2 separate regions of the Capra hircus genome follow, and region 1 is linked to region 2. The links are chromatin contacts, called in public Hi-C maps. All regions are on one chromosome and are shown on one strand. Each heading gives the region's core, a stretch centred on a gene start, on an enhancer-like site or on the middle of the called end of the contact. The rest is flanking DNA. Distances are from core to core; before and after follow the strand shown.

Region 1 (4,918 bases), core at 606-3,105, 370 kb after region 2:
TGCTGTCATGTCTGACTCTTTGCAACCCCATGGACTGCAGCATGACACCCTTCCCTGTCCTTCACTATCTCTCAGAGTTTGCACAAACTCATGTTCACTGAGTCAAGTGTCAAGTATATTTCCAACTAAGAATCCCAGAAAAATAAAAGTAACAACAGTATCTAGGCAAATTCTTAATTATTGCTAAGTGACTCATATTTAGTAAGCTTTAGGTCATCTTTCATTCCCTACTCTTTTTTAAAAAAATTAAATTTCCTGTTCTTTATCTCAGGACTATACTGACAAAAAAATGTAAAGACAAATCTTTATTATAGTCTAGTTATTCTTAATCTTTTCTAATAATCAAAATGAGAGATCTTCACTTTTCACATTTTGTAGTTGAAATGACTAAAACTAGAATTATAAGATTACTCAACAAACCAGATAACAAAAAATGTACTCTGTTTTCTCTTAAAAAATATGCAAACATTTGATGTTGGAAGAGTTTTTATTTTTATTTTGTTTTTTTTTTCAATAATTCTTTTCTCTTTGTGCAAAGATTTTATCCTGATTAATTTCAGCTTAGTAATATGGAAAAAGCAATTTCCATTTTAGTTTTTAAAAAATTATTTATAGCATTTAATATGTACAGGTGTTTTCAAATGCTAATACATTTATTCACGGTAACGCTGGTTAAAGTAGATATTACAGTTCATCTCTATTTTACAGATGAGAAACTTAAGGCACGGACAATTAAATGCCATGGATCAATATTTCTGAGAGCTGAAATTCCTGCTTTGCAGCCTCGATCAGAGACCTGCTCTGTGTCTTTACCCACCCTTCCAACCTCCCCTCCCCTCCCCTCTCTTGCTTACCACTGGGTATCCCCTCACTTTTAACAGATCTGCATCCAGAATCACTCCTAAACATCTGAAACCTACCTGAGCATAATCCAACAAAGGACATTAAAACTAAGGGTGAAAAATAAACTACACAATTATGATGTCTTCAATCAACTGCTTGAAGTGTCTTTTTAGAAATCAGTACAAATAAAATATGACAACAATTATTTCTCTGGAAGGAAATCAAATCACTGGAAGCAGAATAGTCCATATAAGATGAAGATAAAATGAGATTTGTGACCATCAGACAAGTAAATGGTATGACATTCATGATTTTAGCTCTTAGATATTTCACAGGAACACCTGTTTTTTTGGTTAGAAGAGTGAAGGGTGCTACCCTCACTACTGGCACTAGGCATTCCTCGCCCCCCCAACTCCAATTCCTGTGACTTATTTTGTTCTTGAACAAAACTAGAAACTGAACCGGGACACACCTTTCTCTCCCTGGAATAGGTCCAAATGACCACGTGTCCCTTAGTTCACAGATTAATCAAATCAACACACTCTACGCCAAAAAAAAGCGCTGGTATTCATGAATCTACTCGAGGTCTGGAAGTTCCAGAATTTCACCGGGGAAGGAAGCTTTGTAGGATTGCGACACTTTAGTTGCAATGTAAACACAAAATTAAACTTTTGATACTGGTCATCCCCTCACTACTGCGGGGATAATATGACATGAGGTGTGATTTATTTGTGCTCGTAAAATACCGGGAAGTAAGAGAACATTCTCACGCATAATTTGAGATGACCTGTGCTTTAAGAGTGTATTTATGCAGACGTGGATAAAATCATCAAGTCCCAAGACACTGAAGTGTAAGTAACACGTGGAAAATCAGTTCTCTCTCCGTCCCTCCTCCCTGGCCTTAATTCCCTCAATCTTAATAACTAACGTTTGTCACTATGCCTGTCTCCTCTAAGATGTGACAACACTTCTTGCAAGGCGACTCACCCTCCGGTGGGGATTTGGGTACGTGGATGACACTCCGAGTGCGCAGATTCCGCGTGAGGCGGGCGGGGCCCCCTTCCTTCCGGACAGGGAATTTCCCTGGCCCCCGGGCTGGCAACTCCCTTCTGATCAGGATAAAAGGGGTTCACCCGGCTCGGGGAGCCACAGAGCCCGCTCAGCCAGCGCTCCCGCCAGCCTTCCCGCCGCAGACACAGACCGCCCGAGCTGAGACCCATGGCCCGAGCCGCGAACGCCGCCGCCCGGCTCCTCGGCGCCGCGATGCTGCTCCTGCTCCTGGTGGCCGCCGGCCGGCGCGCAGCAGGTGAGACCCGGATCCCCAGGGCGGGACGGGGACGGGCGGGTGCCCGTGAGGACAGCCCCTAACCCACTCTGTCCTTCCCGCAGGGGCGCCCGTGGTCAACGAACTGCGCTGCCAGTGCCTGCAGACCGTGCAGGGGATTCACCTCAAGAACATGCAGAGCGTGAAGGTGACGCCCCCGGGCCCCCACTGCGGCCAAGCCGAAGTCATGTAAGTGTCACCTCTGTTGCTGTCCTCGTCATCACCACCCACCGTGCCGATGCCCCCACCCCATCCCTCAAATGGACCCCCCGCCTCACGTAGATTCTTCCTCCTCTCTGCAGAGCCACTCTCAAGACTGGTCAGGAAGTGTGTCTCAACCCCGCCGCCCCCATGGTTAAGAAAATCATCGATAAGATGCTAAACCAGTGAGTTGTGGTTTTTATTCATCGTCTGACTAGAGTCATTCTGCCTGCTGAAAGTTATGTCAGAGAAGCCTAGGATTTAGCTGAAAGAATGAAAAAAAATCATTATTTCAAAGTTAAATTTGCCATTAGGGTCATTAATCTGCTCTGGTGTCAGAAGGACACTTCCACTGCCTCCTGGCCTGCTTGCTCTTGGAGTGTGGAAGATGAAGCCCCAGGGATTGAATCCCTGTCTCCTGTATTGTAGGCAGATTCTTTACCATCTGAGCCACCGAGGAGCCCAAAAGGTGAAGCAGAGTTAGCCAATGATGCTAAAATGCTTCCTATCTGTTAAGGAACAAATACCCTTTACCTCGAGTTTTTCATGAGCTTCAGACCTGAGAGGTAAAACTCTTGGGTTTGGGTCATATGGAACTCAGGCTTGGTGGTGAAGCCAGGGACTTTTCAGGGGAATGTCCCTCCCCCTGGCCTCTGCCAACACAGTGCAAGCCTAGATTCCACCCTTTATTATTCCTGTAACCCCAGGGAAAGTACTTAATCTCTTTAAGTCTCAATAACATGGGGAATAATAGTAATAGGTATTTAATGGAGTTTGCCATGTGGCTTAAGTGATGTCATGCATGTACATTTTTAGCTCAAGGTGGCATTATGTTCTCGCTTTTTGAAAATAGTAAGATTGCTAGCACAGACTCCATGTTCCTAATTAAATAGCATTTAGGAGCCTGGCATTTTCTGTCATACAGTGCAGCATTGGTCTAGGTAGCAACCACATAGTGCAGGGCTGTGAGGTCAGTTTTTGGAGTCCTACTAACAGTAACCATTTTCTCATTGCAGGGCTAGCGCCAACTGATCAAGAGAGATGGAAGGAGCTTCTTGACTATTGCAGCAGCCTCAGTGGAATTGAAGTAAAAGAAGAGAAACAAATGGCTCCCAGGGCCATCTGGACTGTGTTTAATGTATTTGGCTGTTTCTTATGAGAGTTCTATTTATTTACATCTGTATTTATTTATTTATTTTTCAAAGCCTGTGTATTGATATTGTAATATTTAAAGGTGTGAATGTGTTTGGCAGTTCTCGGTACTGTTAGTTTCAAAGTTTATTTTTATGTTAACTCAAAGTTAGTTCAATCCTGACTGTTTAATTTGAAGATGATGTGTTTTAAGTGTTCTTCACTTATTAAACTATTTTTGGGGAGAGGGTATTCCACACTGTACTATCCAATATAGTAAAGGCTAGAGACAGTAGTGGAGGGTTCAAGCAAACAGATAGATCACGATCACTGTTAATGTAGGGAATGTGTGTATACGTTTACTTTTTGTAGAGAAATTGTCAGTTGTTATTTATTGAAACATTTCACAGTCTGTAGTCAACATTTCTGATGTTGAACCTTTACAAATGACAATGATCTAAATATCCCTTGGACATTTTATGTCTTCCTTGTAAGGCATAATGCCTTGTTTAGTGTGAGTTATCTAAATGTTTCTCTATGTCTTGGAATAGAGAAGTTTAAGTATTTATTGATGTATTTTTATAAATAACATGAAAATAAAGCTTTTTACACAAATTTCTTACTTAAGTTTCTCTTTTATTTCTTGACCTCTTTTATCCTCCCTCTTGAATACCCAGCACTTGGGTTTTCTATTGCTGTTATAACAAATTATTACAAATTCAGTAGTTTAAAAGAATATTCTTATTCTTTTACAATTCCGGAAGTCAGAAGACCAAAATTAGTTCCACTGGACTAAGGCCAAGATGTCTGCATTGCTGCCTCATTCTGGAGGCACTAGGGGAAAATCCATCCCCTTGGTCTTTTTAGCTTCCAGAGGTCATCTGTGTTTTGTAGCTTATGATCATCTTCCTGTATCTTAAAGCCATCAACATGGCCTCTTCAAATCTCTTTCCCTAGGGCACCAAAATTTGCCTCCCACCAAATGTGTCTCTTTGTTGGTTATTTTTAATAAGCAGAAGGTTCAGAAAGGTGTTTTTTGTAACCTCTACCTTAACTGTGATGGGGAAACAGTGGAAACAGTGTCAGACTTTATTTTTTTGGGCTCCAAAATCACTGCAGATGGTGATTGCAGCCATGAAATTAAAAGACGCTTACTCCTTGGAAGAAAAGTTATGACCAATCTAGACAGTATATTCAAAAGCAGAGACATTACTTTGCCGACTAAGGTCTGTCTAGTCAAGGCTATGGTTTTTCCTGTGGTCATGTATGGATGTGAGAGTTGGTCTGCGAAGAAGGCTGAGCGCCGAAGAATTGATGCTTTTGAACTGTGGTGTTGGAGAAGACTCTTGAGAGTCCCTTGGACTGCAAGGAGATCCAACCAGTCCATTCTGAAGGAGATCAACCCTGGGATTTCTTTGG
Region 2 (4,507 bases), core at 82-2,581:
TAAATTTCATGTGTGTCCAAGCAGTCCACGTCAGTCTTACTTCCCCATCCCATGATGCTCAGCCCAGCAAAACTAAAGCCTGGGGAAAAGGTAGAGAGAGACAGCAGGGGTGGGAGCAGAGAACCCATCGCCTCATTCTGTGTACAGTTTAGCTTCCTGCATCCAGACCAAGGTCCTGTGGTCACCTTTGCTTGTAGAAGGCTGAGCTGTCATAGGCTGAGACTCATGTATTTCTAGGCCTCCAGTGAACAAGCAGGGATTAACTAACCCGTCCGCCCCACTCTAAATCCATATCAGTTGTCATCAGAAGCAGTGGGCTGGCATTCATATGTTTAGGCTCCTATTGGTACATCTTCCTGGAACCTGAACCTCAGAGACTCACATTTCTGTTGCAATTTTATGGCAAGAGAGTGCCCTTGTTCCTGCCAACCTCTCACTTTGAGTCTGGTTTCTTTGCCATTCTTTATAAAGCTGGAGAACTTGAGTCTGCAGACACCCATGCTCAGTGATATTCAGGCTGTCCTTCCAGGACACACATTACCAATTTTGCTTTCTACATATGTTACTCGGAGAAGGAAATGGCAACCCACTCCAGTATTCTTGCCTAGAGAATCCCATGGACAGAGGAACCTGGCAGGGTACTGTCCATGGAGTCGCACAGAGTTGGACACAGCTGAAGAGCCTTAGCATGCATGCATGCATTAGGAAATGGCAACCCACTCCAGTGTTCTTGCCTGGAGAATCCCAGGGACAGAGGAGCCTGGTGGGCTGCCATCTATGGGGTCAGAGTCAGACACTACTGAAGCAACTTAGCAGCAGCAGCAGCAGCAGCATGTTACTACCTGACCTATGTGAGGCTTGCTAGCACGGCAGATTTCAACACATTTTCTTTTCTGCTACTGACATCTGCTGTTCCCGACTCTCTTTGCTCTAATCATTTGTCTTAACCCAGAAACTTCAGTCAAGGGAGATATGGACCATCATGAGGGTGAGCTGTGGGTCAGTCTGGGGTAAATATAACCCCACGGTTCACTACGATTTGTTCTCTGCCGACACGGCACCAGAACCCAGTCCTGGCAAAATCCCATCTTAGGGCTTCTAGATTTCTCTAGGGATCGCGGCCGAGTCCTCCATTTTCTTCTCCATGACCTCCATCTGCAGCCAGCCAAGGTCACCCTTGTTCCTCTGCTGCTGGGTTTCTTTGGAAGAGGCTGAGGCCTGAGGGTTTCATCCTGAGGTTTCCAACCTCGTCACTGCAGAGGCTCCAAATGGTGCCTGTGTCAGCAGTTTCTGCTCTCGGCCACACTGACGCCAGCCCCAGCTGTCCCGTTCATGCCCAAGGCCTCCAAAAGTCCCCGCTGTGAAGCTGGCCCTTCAGCTGCCGCCACCACGCCTCCCCTTCATGGCCTCAGTCACAAATCTAAGGGATAAAGTAGAGATTTCTGGTTTCTGTCTAGGATTAAGGAGCTTGGAAATCACCACTCTGTTCTAACAAGTAAAATGCTGATCAGACTGAAAAATGCAGCGACTCTTCTTAGGTCTGTAAGAGAAATGAGGTCACCATCAAACCACTTCCACCAAGTTGAAGAGACAGAGAATCAAGACTTACTGGAACAGAAATCCATGAGCAAAATCTCCGTCGGAACCAGTGCTGGGGTAGGAAAACCTGAACCGATCAGTTTGTTATGAAAAATTTCAAATATACAGAAAAGTAGAGAGACTTTTACAGTGAATAATTATGGACTCACTCTATGGATTTAGCAGTTAACCCTTTATTATACTTGCTTTTTTAAATTGTATATTTATTTATCCACCCATCCATCTATTCATTCTTTATCATGTTATGTTTTGATCCATTTAAAATAAATTATAGAAATCAGCTTGTTCACCCCTAAATACCTCTGTGTGCATATTATTAACATGATTAACTAGAGTTCATTATTTGTGTATAAACCAAATGCTATTCCCTTTTTTAGGTGCAATGAAATGTGCAAATCTTACATGTTCCATTGGGCAAGTTTTGACAAATGTATTGTTTCTGCACATGCTCAGTCATGTTCACTATGACTCTGTGAACTGTAGCCCACCAGACTCCTCTGTCCATGGAATTCTCCAGGCAATAACACTGGAGTAGATTGCTACTTCCTTCTCTGAGAGATAGCCCGATCCATAGATCCAACCCGAGTATCTTATGTCTCCTGATTGACAGGTGGGTTCTTTATCACTAGAGCAAATTGACATACTAGGGAAAATCAACACTCTTTTTTCTAGCCATGCAGGCCTCCTGATGATCACTCAAGGTGTTTGCAATTGCTGTTTCCTTTATCCCGACACACATTCCCCCCAGAGGAGACGTGCATATGGCTTATCTTGAGTTTTTGCTGAATTGTTACCTCCACAGAGATTCCTCACCTAAAATTGCACTCCCACCCCCATGCTGGCACTGCCCATCCCTCTTGCTTGCTTAATTTCCTGCATAGAACATATAACTTATTTTTAAAACTTATTTATATTTTTTTTATTGCAGTATAGTTGATTTACAATGTTGTCCTAGTTTCAAGTGTACAGCAAAGTGACTTATATATACATATACATACGAATATATATGTTGTACGTATCTGTTCATCTCAGACTCATAATTTACCCCTCCCCCACTTTCCCTTTTGGCAACTGTAGGTTTGTTTTCTGGGTCTGTGAGCCTGTTTCTGTTTTCTAACAGGTTCAACTATGGGTAGTCAGGGGACCCACTCTGAGAAATATTGGATTAAATATTTTGCCCAAGTTCACCATGATAAAACCATACATGGAACAGAACCATGTCTAATTCACTGAAATATATTCTTGAGCTTCTACTGTCTGCAAGCAATGTTTTGAAGGCTCTGAAGAGGCAGTGGTTCACAAAATAGATTTCAGTACCCATGCCCTTTCAACTAGAACATGCCTCCTCTTTCTAAATGAGTCTGATAAAGATTTCCTGAGATGAGTGATGCTCTTTGCCTTTCAGTTTCAGCCACTGTTTTTGTAAGAACCTGACAATCATGGGCATGAATGATAGGTATCAGTTTTAAAATGTAATAGCAAATAGAGAAGACTTTCTCTAAGGCAGTAGAATTAAATACCATATAAATCTAATTCACATGACATAGTCTGATGCAATTCAATGCAGCACTTTACAGCAAAAAGTGATGCGTTGTCATACAAAGCAGTATCTCACTGCAGCTGCAGGACAGGGGCCTTGGAGGCAACCTCATCTCAAGTCTTGGGTTGTGGCGCCCTCTAGTGGCAGCCACTGAGACATTTTTGTGACTGCTACAAATGCACTTTTCATTTAATGGAAAAACTGTCAATCTAAGAATGGAAAGGAGCTGATATACAGCAGCCAGCTTTATTATACCACAGAGGCCTCAGATTAAGAGACTTGCCTAAGCTGCCACCTCAGCTAAGGTAACTAATCGTGCTGTCCATGCGATTACTTTTTTCGTTTTTTTTTTTTTTTCATTTGTGACACATACAGAAAAAATAGTAATCAGCCTCTTCTTCAGTCTAAAGATAGGAGACTGGAATGGCAAATGCAGGAGGGTCAGAAACATATAAAGGATTAACATAACAGGAATATAAAAATAAAATATATAATGGAATATAATATAAATAGGAAAAAAATCTGCATCCTTTAATATATAAGCATCTTCCTTCATGGTGAGAGATCAGCTGCTCCTATGTTGTTTGGAGACAGCAAGGAGAATGTAAATGATTACAAATTCCTTATTTTTCAAAATGTACATGCATAATGTTTTCAAATCATATTTATTGAGCACCTACTGTGCTTCAGGTTCAAACGAAATACCACCCCCCCCACACACACGCACACACACCCCGCTAAGCAATTTCATCTGAACAGTAGGCTCCTTTTCCTCCCTCACATCTTCGCTGAGGATGATGAAAGCTTTCTTGGTGCCAGGCACTGCGCTGAGTACCAGTGAAGCTCATGGTCATGGGCTGACTCTCATTTTCTTTGGCAATGTGTCCTCTTATTGAACATGGTGTTTTACAGCCTCCCATACCACTGGAGCAAACTCAGGTGATCCACTTAGGTGCCTCTTGGCTCAGTTTTTATGGAAAATAGACAAGGATAGTAATTCTGCTTTGAAAAAATCCTGGTGCTCAGGGCTTTTGGTATTTTTGAGAATGGATATCTGAATCACATCACCAGAAAGCCTCTGAGACAAGCAGAGATGTCAGCTAAAGGAGATACAAGGAGATAAAACCAGCCAGTCCTAAAGGAAATCAACCCTGAATATTCATTGAAAGGACTGATGCTGAAGCTCCAATACTTTGGCCACCTGATGCGAAGAGCTGACTCCTTGGAAAAGACCCTGATGCTGGGAAAGACTGAAGGCAGGAGGAGAAGGGGATGGCATCACTGACTCAACAGACATGAGTTTGAGCAAATTTCAGGAGATGGTGAAGGACAGGGAAGCCTGGCGTACTGTGGTCCTTGGGGTCGCAA

The links. Hi-C and Micro-C count contacts between places; a contact is called where the count stands out from the background.
Region 1: a contact with region 2 is called in a Hi-C map of blood, with 3 times the contacts expected there. The contact joins the promoter of LOC102182683 here to the enhancer-like site in region 2. A contact is called at or near these places in 2 of 5 Hi-C or Micro-C datasets (blood and liver).

What each region holds. Positions count from the first base shown.
Region 1 is chr6:89,599,893-89,604,810 of ARS1.2, forward strand. LOC102182683 (growth-regulated alpha protein-like) reads left to right here and starts at 1,856. Exons shown (of 4, transcript XM_018049579.1): 1 at 1,856-2,149; 2 at 2,233-2,356; 3 at 2,470-2,553; 4 at 3,385-4,108. The coding sequence starts at 2,062. The coding sequence ends at 3,400.
Region 2 is chr6:89,228,195-89,232,701 of ARS1.2, forward strand. No RefSeq gene overlaps it. Among named protein-coding and RNA genes, the nearest start is that of RASSF6, 20 kb to the left of the region's middle. Within about 2 kb of position 1,332, at least 2 of the 5 cell types and tissues checked have an H3K27ac peak or open chromatin away from gene starts, as enhancers often do.